Regions from separate parts of the Capsicum annuum genome. Here region 2 is linked to region 1. A link is a contact called in public Hi-C data. All regions are on one chromosome and are shown on one strand. The core of a region is the stretch at or near the end of the contact, and the rest is flanking DNA. Distances in the headings are between cores, read along the strand shown.

Region 1 (4,720 bases), core at 700-3,199:
TGCAATAATTTGAAAATGGAAAGTCTACATAACATAAATATGCAATAACTACATCTCAATATCTGGCCTATTATCAAACACATTAGATTTTTGGTCATTTATATGAATAACCATAGACTATCACAACATTTTAAACTTATCCCACGTCAATATTTTATGCAAATTTAAAACATAAGTATCAGAATTTCTCTACATTTTCTAAGCGTATAAATCTTGAAAAGTTAAACCGCCTGGAATAATATAGAACTCAATTTATATACCTATATGAACACCCAAAAAATACATAATGAAAAATGAGGAGTAGTTAGTATAGATTGGGATGAAAAGAAAGAAAAGACATTCTACTAATAATAACAATAGTAACAAATAGAGTTTATTGATGTGGTTGTTGTTTCTCATTATTATAGTCATGGAGAAATCAATATCCCTACACTAAGAAGGGCAATATGATTGAGATATTTCCTTGTCAACTTCTTATGTCTATTTCACCAATCAATTTGAAGCCTAAACATTACTTTTCAAATTTGCAACCAGAAACTACCTAAATACTACTAAACGTCAAATCTGTAGAATTCATGCATTAAACATTTGTAATTTTTTTTAAAGTCCTCCTAATTATAACTACCACAAAATTAAAAGAAATTGTAATAGTACTTTTTTCCAAGCTAAAAACACCCTATATTTTTTTAAGTTTGACTCCGACAATGTATAAAGAATTTTTATATCGTTAATGACAAAGTTAGAAATTTTAACAAAAGGATTCATTAAAGATAAAAACAAAATGAGATATTACGAAGCTTCCCTTTTTTTAAAGGGATTCAACCATTTATGTATATAGATAAAACTTATTTTTATCCTACTTGAACAGTAAATATTAAGACCAAGGGGATTCAGTTGAATTCCTTCACCCAAAACGTGAAACTAAATAGCCAAAAAATTAGCCAAACATATTATCCGCTACAACAAGTTTAATTTAATTACTTCAGAGATACTGTATAATAATATATATAGGTTTAGATGAATCTAGTAACTTTTGCTTAAATTTTATATTTATATAAAACAAATATTCAATTGTGAACTCAATAACTCAGACTTAATTGATATTCAGTATTCATAAACTTCAATTTTCGACTCCACCTTTGGGGAGGCGTACCATACTTTCTTTGAATAAATTTACAAAAGTTCATCAGTATAGTAAAGATGCATACCTGCAAGAACTTGATAATATTACTAGCACCAAACACACGATGAGCAGTAGTAAACTTGATAGGATCACTTGGCGGAAAATAAGGTGCCAACACACATTTTTCAGCACAGCGCCGCCGTAATATCTTACAGGCGGCGCAAGGGCTGACCACCACCACCGGTGTCACTGACGCTGGTGGTGGTGGAGAGTTAGGAGAAGACGAAGACGACGGCGAGATGGAGCGAGATGAGGATGAAGATATGGTAGACTCCATTTTTTTTTGCTATTTGTAGAAATGTGTATAAAAGGAAAATAGTCTTAAGAAGAGAGTACTTGGGGTGCTCTAAGATGAAGTGAACAAAGGGTATATTTATAAGCCAAGTTAGAAAATGAGATAGGAGTAAAATGATGTCATAAATAAGAAAATGACATCACCTTTTTAAATTATGGAGGACTTTTCTTTCTTTCATTTTACTTGGTGTTGTGATGATAATTTAAGCCTAAATAAACAAGAATTCATACGTCCGACTTATTTATTGTTTGTTTTTCTTTTGATGAGAGAGGAAAACTCAACAATTCTATCAGTTACCGTAAACTTTAACTTATCGATGAGAGTTCAATTTTTCATCTTATAATCTTTATCTTATTTTTTTTGACGTGAGTGGGTTGATGAATAGTGCAAAAAAAATATATATATAAAAACGGAGAGCTTTTGATCGGATTCGACCCCCTACATCGAGGTGATACACAATAATGTGAAATTAATCTTAATAAAAGTATTATGTAACTATTTATATCAAATCTGATATGATAATTTAAAAAGATTAAAAAAAGCCTATATATATATATATATATTTATATATTTATTTATTTATTTATAACGGGAAAAAATGATCAACTAAAATGTGCTCGGGTAACTACGAAACTAATTAAATGCTGAAAGTAAAATTAATACTTTCTTCCCCTAATTGTGAATAAATAAATAAAAATTAATAATATCATAGTATAATTTCTCGAAAAAACAAACAAAAAAAAATAGAAATAAAAGTTTTTATTTTGCTGCGGCGATCTTCCGTTTTCACTAGTACTAAGCTACTTGTAGATCTCATTATATTGCTTTATTGCATTTTGCATGTGAAAACACATAAAAACTAGCTTTGAACGTAATTAGCCGATTTCTGAGAAATTTATTATATTAGTAATTAATCATGGATGTTTAATTAAGTCTTTAATAAAGGGAATCTAGGCGATATAACCGTCCACAATAATAATAATAATAATAATAATAATAATAATAATAATAATGATAATAATAATAGTAATAATAATAGTAATAATAATAATAATATGTGTGTATGTATATTTAATATGGGTGTCAAGTGGGCTGAGTCGGGTCAACCCGGAACCGACCCGTTAATTTTAATCGGTTTGTGGGCTGGGCCGATTTCAGGCTTGGTTAAGTGGGCCGGGCCGATTCTGAATCCAACAATATTTTTTAAAAAATAACCCTGAACCGGCCCACTTAGCCTAACTCGGTCTAACCCACCTAAATTCGGTCAAATCCGATTAAAAATTCAGTCAAAACAGGTCAAAATACAAAAAAAAATAGTTTTTTTCTAATATACACTATATATACCCACCTATATACATTTTAAATACATTAAGCAATATATATACACTATATATATAATAGTATATGCTACATTAAAATTTAAAAAATATATACACATATACACAATTACACATATATACATAACATTCAATATATACGACTATACGTACTACTTTAAATAAAACATATACTACAATGTATATATATATAGTTATATACTAATTTATAAAACATATACACATGTGACATGTATACGTTAAATATATACATCTATAGAAGATACACACGCACATATATATACCATTCAATATATGTACTACTTTAAATAAAACATATACTACAATATATATATACACTAAAATATTTATATATATAGTTATATACTAATTTATAAAACATATACACATGTATACATTAAATATATACATCTATAGAAGATATAGACACATATATACGCACCATTCAATATACTAATTTACACACGCATATATATAGTTATATACTAATTTATAAAACATATACACATGTATACGTTAAATATATACTATTTTAGAAAATATATACACATATATACACTATTTTAAATAAAACATATGCTACTTAATATAATAAATTAATAATAGTATAATACTTAATAGTAAATTAATAATATATTAAAACTAAGTTTTTAATTTAAACTAGAAATTCAATTTAAATCATTAAATGAAAAAAATTACAAAGTAAGGAGTAAGGAATGAATGAATGTTGAATTTTATTTATTGCAAAATGATCTAAAATTTATAATTTACATTAATAAAAAATCTACAAATTTTGCATCATTTTCTCCAACTCATTCATGTTAATATTAACGGGAACTTGCATAGGATAGTCAAAGTCAACGGGGGCAAAACCATGCATTGGACTTGATTCTGCTGAGTTATCTCGTGAAGTCATAATTTCTTCAAGTCTCTACTCGTTGTTCGGCTCTGCTTCCATTCCTTGATTTCTTCGTTCGACTCTAATTTAATCTCTGAGGCAAATGAGAACATTTATTGCATTGCTTCCTAATGAATGCCGGTTGTCTCCAAGTTGCTGTCGTCCTTGACTAAAAGCGCTCTCCGATGCAACGATTGACATTGAAACATTCAAGATATCTCTAGCTAATCTTGAAAGAATAGGATATTATGTTTCATTACTCCTCCACCAATCCAACACATTGACCCATCGTCTGCGATCCTCTAGCGGCGACCGAAGATAATACTTAAGCTCTTCCCGATAAATTGATGTGTAAGCTCCCTCCTCGACATTGTTCCAACAATTTAAATCATAAAATGATCAGAAAAATCACTATGTGCCAGCCTTTTAGAAAATGATGGCTCCTCGGGAGGATAAGGAGCGACAGTTGGTGATATTTGTAGATACGGCTAAATCTACTAAATCAACATAATGATTATATAATTTATCTATGTATTCTTTTGCATCACCCATAGCCGTCCACAAATCAGGTTGTACTTGTTGAGAATCACTGTTAGTATTTATCTCTAAATTAGAATAAATAAGAGTATTAAAGTGGCACATAGTATTATATTTCATACAAGGATTTAGCATAGCACCAACCAAATAAATAGGGGGAATTGAAAAAAAATATTTTTTAAATTTATCAAACATGGCACCAACAACATCTTTGTAACCTTCTTTATTTTTATATTCTTTGAGCAAATCAGAAATATCGGTTATATATGCCAAAATATTACAAACAGTAGGATAATAAGCACCGAAAAATTCAACCGTAGCTATATAAAATTTTTCTCAAAACATAACAAGATCATTAATTACAATCCAATCAGAATCATGTAACATGCAACCAGCAGGATCAACAAACGAACCACAATATTGGTTAAAAGATAGTGTAATAAGAACTCTATATTTATCACAAGTTTTTA
Region 2 (4,724 bases), core at 487-2,986, 51 kb before region 1:
AAACCCTATAACCGTGAAACTTTTAATCATCTGCTAGTTGTTGACATGAAAACTTTCCAAGTGCATTCATTGTGCAGTATATTTATTTGTTCATTTAGTTGATATTCTTGTAGACAGCAGATATCTGTACGCTGAATGGATGCTCAAAGATTATCTTTTTGCTGAACTGTTAAAATTTTACATAAAAACTCTTTTTCTTTTGGAATTTTTTCCTACTGCCTTCTTATGGCAGTACTGCTGCGGGTCTTTACATTCTTCTTCGAGCAGCTGACCGGTTTGCTGTGAACTATAATAAATTTCCTGGCCAATTTGATGGGTAAGAGCTGATGTTTTCTCATCCAAACAATTTATCTCTTCGGAGAATTTTATTAGGCTGTCTGACCTTTAAGAAATATTTTTGCAGTGTGATGGATGAGGATATATCCCGGTTGAAAACTACGGCTGTTGGCTTACTCAATGACCTTGGTTGCAATAGCTCTGCCTTATCAGAGGACCTTATTAATGAGATGTGCCGGTATGGTGCTTCTGAGCTTCATGCAGTGGCTGCCTTCGTTGGAGGAGTTGCGTCACAAGAAGTGATCAAGGTTTGGATCTCCTCCAAATATTTTTATCTTGAACCTTTTTTTTGTCAAAACTTGTAGTCTATTGGAAATATAGCTATGCGCTATACTGCTATGAGAGCGGTAATCTGAGGTCTATTATGTTGATTGTTGTGTTCACTGCAGCTCATCACGAGACAGTTCATTCCCATGTCGGGGACTTTCATCTTTAATGGCATTGATAACAAGTCCCAGCTGTTGTTGCTATAGTCCCCGAATTTACAGGCTAGTCCTTTCTCCTCAACTTTACGCTGCATTCTTAGGTTCCTCGGAACTGATAGTTTTTGTTTTCACTCTCCTTGGCAGATTTCATTTCGTATAACGGAACTCAGTTTTGCTCACAAACCATATCGTTTCCAATGGGAGGAAAATGCTACTTTTAGTTGTGCAAGGAAAGAGTTTAACTTCTATACACTAATACGTAGTCGATTGGGGGTTGCTTCATTTCAACTCACCGATGAAGGGAGTCTAAAGAGTTGTTTTTTCTTTGTTGATTGTTCTCAAGGGAGGAGGAAATTCAGTACCAAATGCTTGGCAATCTTTGGTAGAGGTTTTGTGATTTCATGCTGAACCTGATAAAGAACAAATAGGTGGTCTTTCTGGAAATGTTAAGCGAAAGTTTTCCCCTTGCATCTCGGTCACTTTTACTTTTTCGTTACTTTGTAATTTAAAGATAAAAATCATAGAAAACCTTGCCAGCTAAATCACGTTACAGTTATGTCAATGTTGTGTTTAAAAATATACTGACAATGGAGCCTTATACTGAAATTATACTGGCATGAAAATGCATAGAGTTGATCTTAATAGAATATGTTAATTTTCTTGTAGTAATATTGTATATTGTTGTATGTATATATTAGTTGAATATGGTATAGTGACTTAGCTTATATGGGTTGTTGATTATGTCAGTAATGGTGCTTACGATTAATATTAAACATAAAAACAAACTAACAAATAAATACGTAAACAGTATGCTTATACACTGAAAGTGCAAATAAGCTGAAGTTTTAGAATCAATTAATATATTACAACAACAATATACCCTGTGAAATTTCACAACTGAGGTTTCGGAAAGGATAGAGCATAGGCAAACCTTACAATTGCCATAGGCAAACCTTACAATTGCCTTGTGGAGGTAGAGAGGTTATTTCTGAAAGATCCTCGACTCAATACCAAGTACATAGGAGAAGAAACAGTAAAGTAAATACAGTAGCGGCGGGATATTTGTGTGCACATATTGACTACCAAAGCTTTAAGGTTTTGGGTGAAAATTAAAACACTCAACTATCTTCTTGGTTTTCACGTGGTATTCTCAGTCTTATATCATTTTTTTTATATAATTATACCTAATTTGCTTTGGATTTAACCAGTGTTGGAGCACCATAACATTGCACCTAGGTCCGCCATTAGTAAATATAGCAACTAAAAAGAAAAATAATGCAATGTCTACGACAAAACACTTACAGGTCTGACCTCTTGAAAGCTCATCAACACTTCTTACCCAACTAATTTTCTACCTTAATATCTATCGTCCACACCCTCCTATCGGTCAATTAATAAACTACCATAGATTGTATAATTACGGCAATGTGGATTAATAATCTCAATCTGGAATTGAAAAATGAGCATTCATTTCTCCTTAAGCATAACACATTTAGTTAAACAGATACAAGGGGTTGCTTGCTACTCACTCTAATTTCTAAAGTGATTTATTTAGTCCACTTGTTACTACTAAACGACGAAGCTAGAGTGGAAGGAGAGACTTGACAACGCGATGCTCTACCATTAAACTACTTTCGCTAGCTAGGATAGTGTGGAATACTACTGAGCAATTCACATATCACTTTATCTGGCCTTTTGTTTCCACTAGACCATAGTCTTGATCTCCGATTGAGCTAAGAACACTTGTAAATAGGCAGTTAGGGGAGGAGAGGGTCGAGTTAGCCTGTCTTTTCAATCAATCTCCGCTACTCAATGCCACGGTTGATGTGACTAGAGGTCTTGTGTTGTACTCTTACAATGCCTAAATTAATGGGAAATTGAGTATTCCAATTTCTCTAAACTAATAATCTAGTTTCAAAATTTCTTGCAAATTGCAAGTTTCCAAGTCTTCAAGATGTGGTAGGCATATAGCAGAGACGATAGTAAGTCAAATGGATAGAAGAATAACAAATCAAATGAATTTCATAAGACACCATAAAAGTAGTAAACAAGTTGAGATAAGTAACGTCAAATCTTTTTCTTTATTGGGAAAAAGGATATACAATTGTGAATGTTATAAAGTCTAAAGACATAGGGCTACTTTCTGGATTTTATAGTCCATAGAGTTGAAAATCATAGGAAAAAAGAAGACAAGCGGTCAGAAAAACTGAAAAATTTGCCATAGAACACGGTTGACATTTATGTTATTATATATCTCTGATTTATCAAATGCAATTCATTTGTAATATGCATTTAGACACCCTTCTTTTTTAGCTAATATAGAAACATTGACAATTGAATGACTTGAAAGAATTGGAAAATGACAATCTTAGGAATCAATATTTGAATATATTCAGCAGAAACCATTATTTTAAAAGGCGGGGGCGTAAAGCGAGGCGTTTTACATAACATTATGGGATGAGGCGTAAGTTTGATGGATCTATGGGTCGTATATCTCATATGTATCTTCATTTTTAACATTTTATTACTAAACATATAAGTAAAAGCAAAATTTTTGATGATTCTATAAATAATTTAAATAAATCATTAATAATATAGAAAAAAAAAGTATGACAATTATTATTTGAGAAATGTAACAACACAAAAACTGATATGACCGAGATAATTTCTAAAATTAAAATTAGCATTCATCTCTACATCTATTAGTCGTTCCTACTATCAACTAATATTGTACTTAACATTGTTTATGTATGTCAAAGAAGGAGAAAGATAAAAAGTGTTAGATCATTGACAAAAAATGAATAAAGTTATTTCAGGAACATAGTAATATGAACTCTTTGTCCTATCAATTTCTTTTTGAAACTAGTTAGTTGAAAAAATTTCGTTTTATCAATTTTCAAACATAATTATCTAACAATTATTTATGCTTGTGTCATTTTCTATGGAGCTTGTTTCTTTATTTACATATATTACAAAATATTACTACAATATGATAACATAAAGTATAAATATCATTACATCAATAATAAAAAAAAATATGATTATTGCAAAAAAATACTTTTAAAATAATAAAAATCAAATCTAACACCAAGGTGTACGTTTTTATGTCTGAGACTTACGTTTTAACTCCGAGACTTACGCCCCGGATTCTAGGACTTACGCCTTATGAATCTACGTTTTTTATTTGCGCCCCGAAGCGTACTCGCCTCGAAATGCCTTTGAAAACACTGGTAAAAACCACATGATTAGGTGAATTGCTAATAGAATTTAAATTGTAAAACCAAGGTCGTCTCAATAAAATTAGTGACCTAAAGTTAAATTTTGATATAATATCTTAAATATATAGAAATAACAAAAATATTATCAATAATTTAGAGTTATATTTTGATTCTTACTTACTATTTTTTTAGTGTAGTATTCTTAAAAGACATTAAACATTTAACTTCACTTAGTAATATTATTATTTATAAAAGTAAGAACTAATTTTAATTAATAAGATGTTAGTCATTTATTTGCAATGCATTACCTTGAATATTATTGTGAAACCTTTATTTATTAATATTAAGATTTGAAATTTTTTTTTAACATATTTTTAATAAAAAAGTAGATAGTTCTTCTTACTTTTTTTTTAATTAATTTAAATTTTGTAACTTTTATATTTTATAATTTTTAATATTATTTAAGCGAAATTAAAATTATAAAATTTATAATAAAGATTTTGGAGTTTAAAACAAATATTTTACTAGCCTTACCCACATGAGTTTGATTCTCAATGTCCATTTTTCGCCTTGAAGGGGCATGGTGATGAAATTGTTTCCTTTAATAAAAATAATCTAAATGTGATACTTTCACAAAAAAATATCGATTTTTTTAAATACTAGAGTCCCAAAACCTAGGAAATTAAGTGTCTCTATTTGAGTAATAAAATGGAAACCCTCCTCACGATTAATTAAAAGAAAAGTT

The links. A called contact is a pair of places that touch in the nucleus more often than the background predicts.
Region 2: a Hi-C map of leaf shows a contact between it and region 1, with 1.8 times the contacts expected there. The contact joins the enhancer-like site here to the promoter of LOC107848267 in region 1. A contact is called at or near these places in 3 of 5 Hi-C or Micro-C datasets (bud, leaf and placenta).

What each region holds. Positions count from the first base shown.
Region 1 is chr11:216,964,734-216,969,453 of UCD10Xv1.1, reverse strand. LOC107848267 (LOB domain-containing protein 1) reads right to left here and starts at 1,949. Exons shown (of 2, transcript XM_016692984.2): 1 at 1,209-1,949. The coding sequence starts at 1,460.
Region 2 is chr11:217,015,538-217,020,261 of UCD10Xv1.1, reverse strand. It overlaps LOC107847673 (NEDD8-activating enzyme E1 regulatory subunit AXR1), which reads left to right. Exons shown (of 16, transcript XM_016692067.2): 13 at 233-316; 14 at 404-584; 15 at 726-824; 16 at 906-1,430. The coding sequence ends at 809. Among protein-coding and RNA genes, the nearest start is that of LOC107847085, 3.0 kb to the right of the region's middle. Within about 2 kb of position 1,736, at least 1 of the 5 cell types and tissues checked has an H3K27ac peak or open chromatin away from gene starts, as enhancers often do. A contact at or near this core is called in leaf, where this site is marked.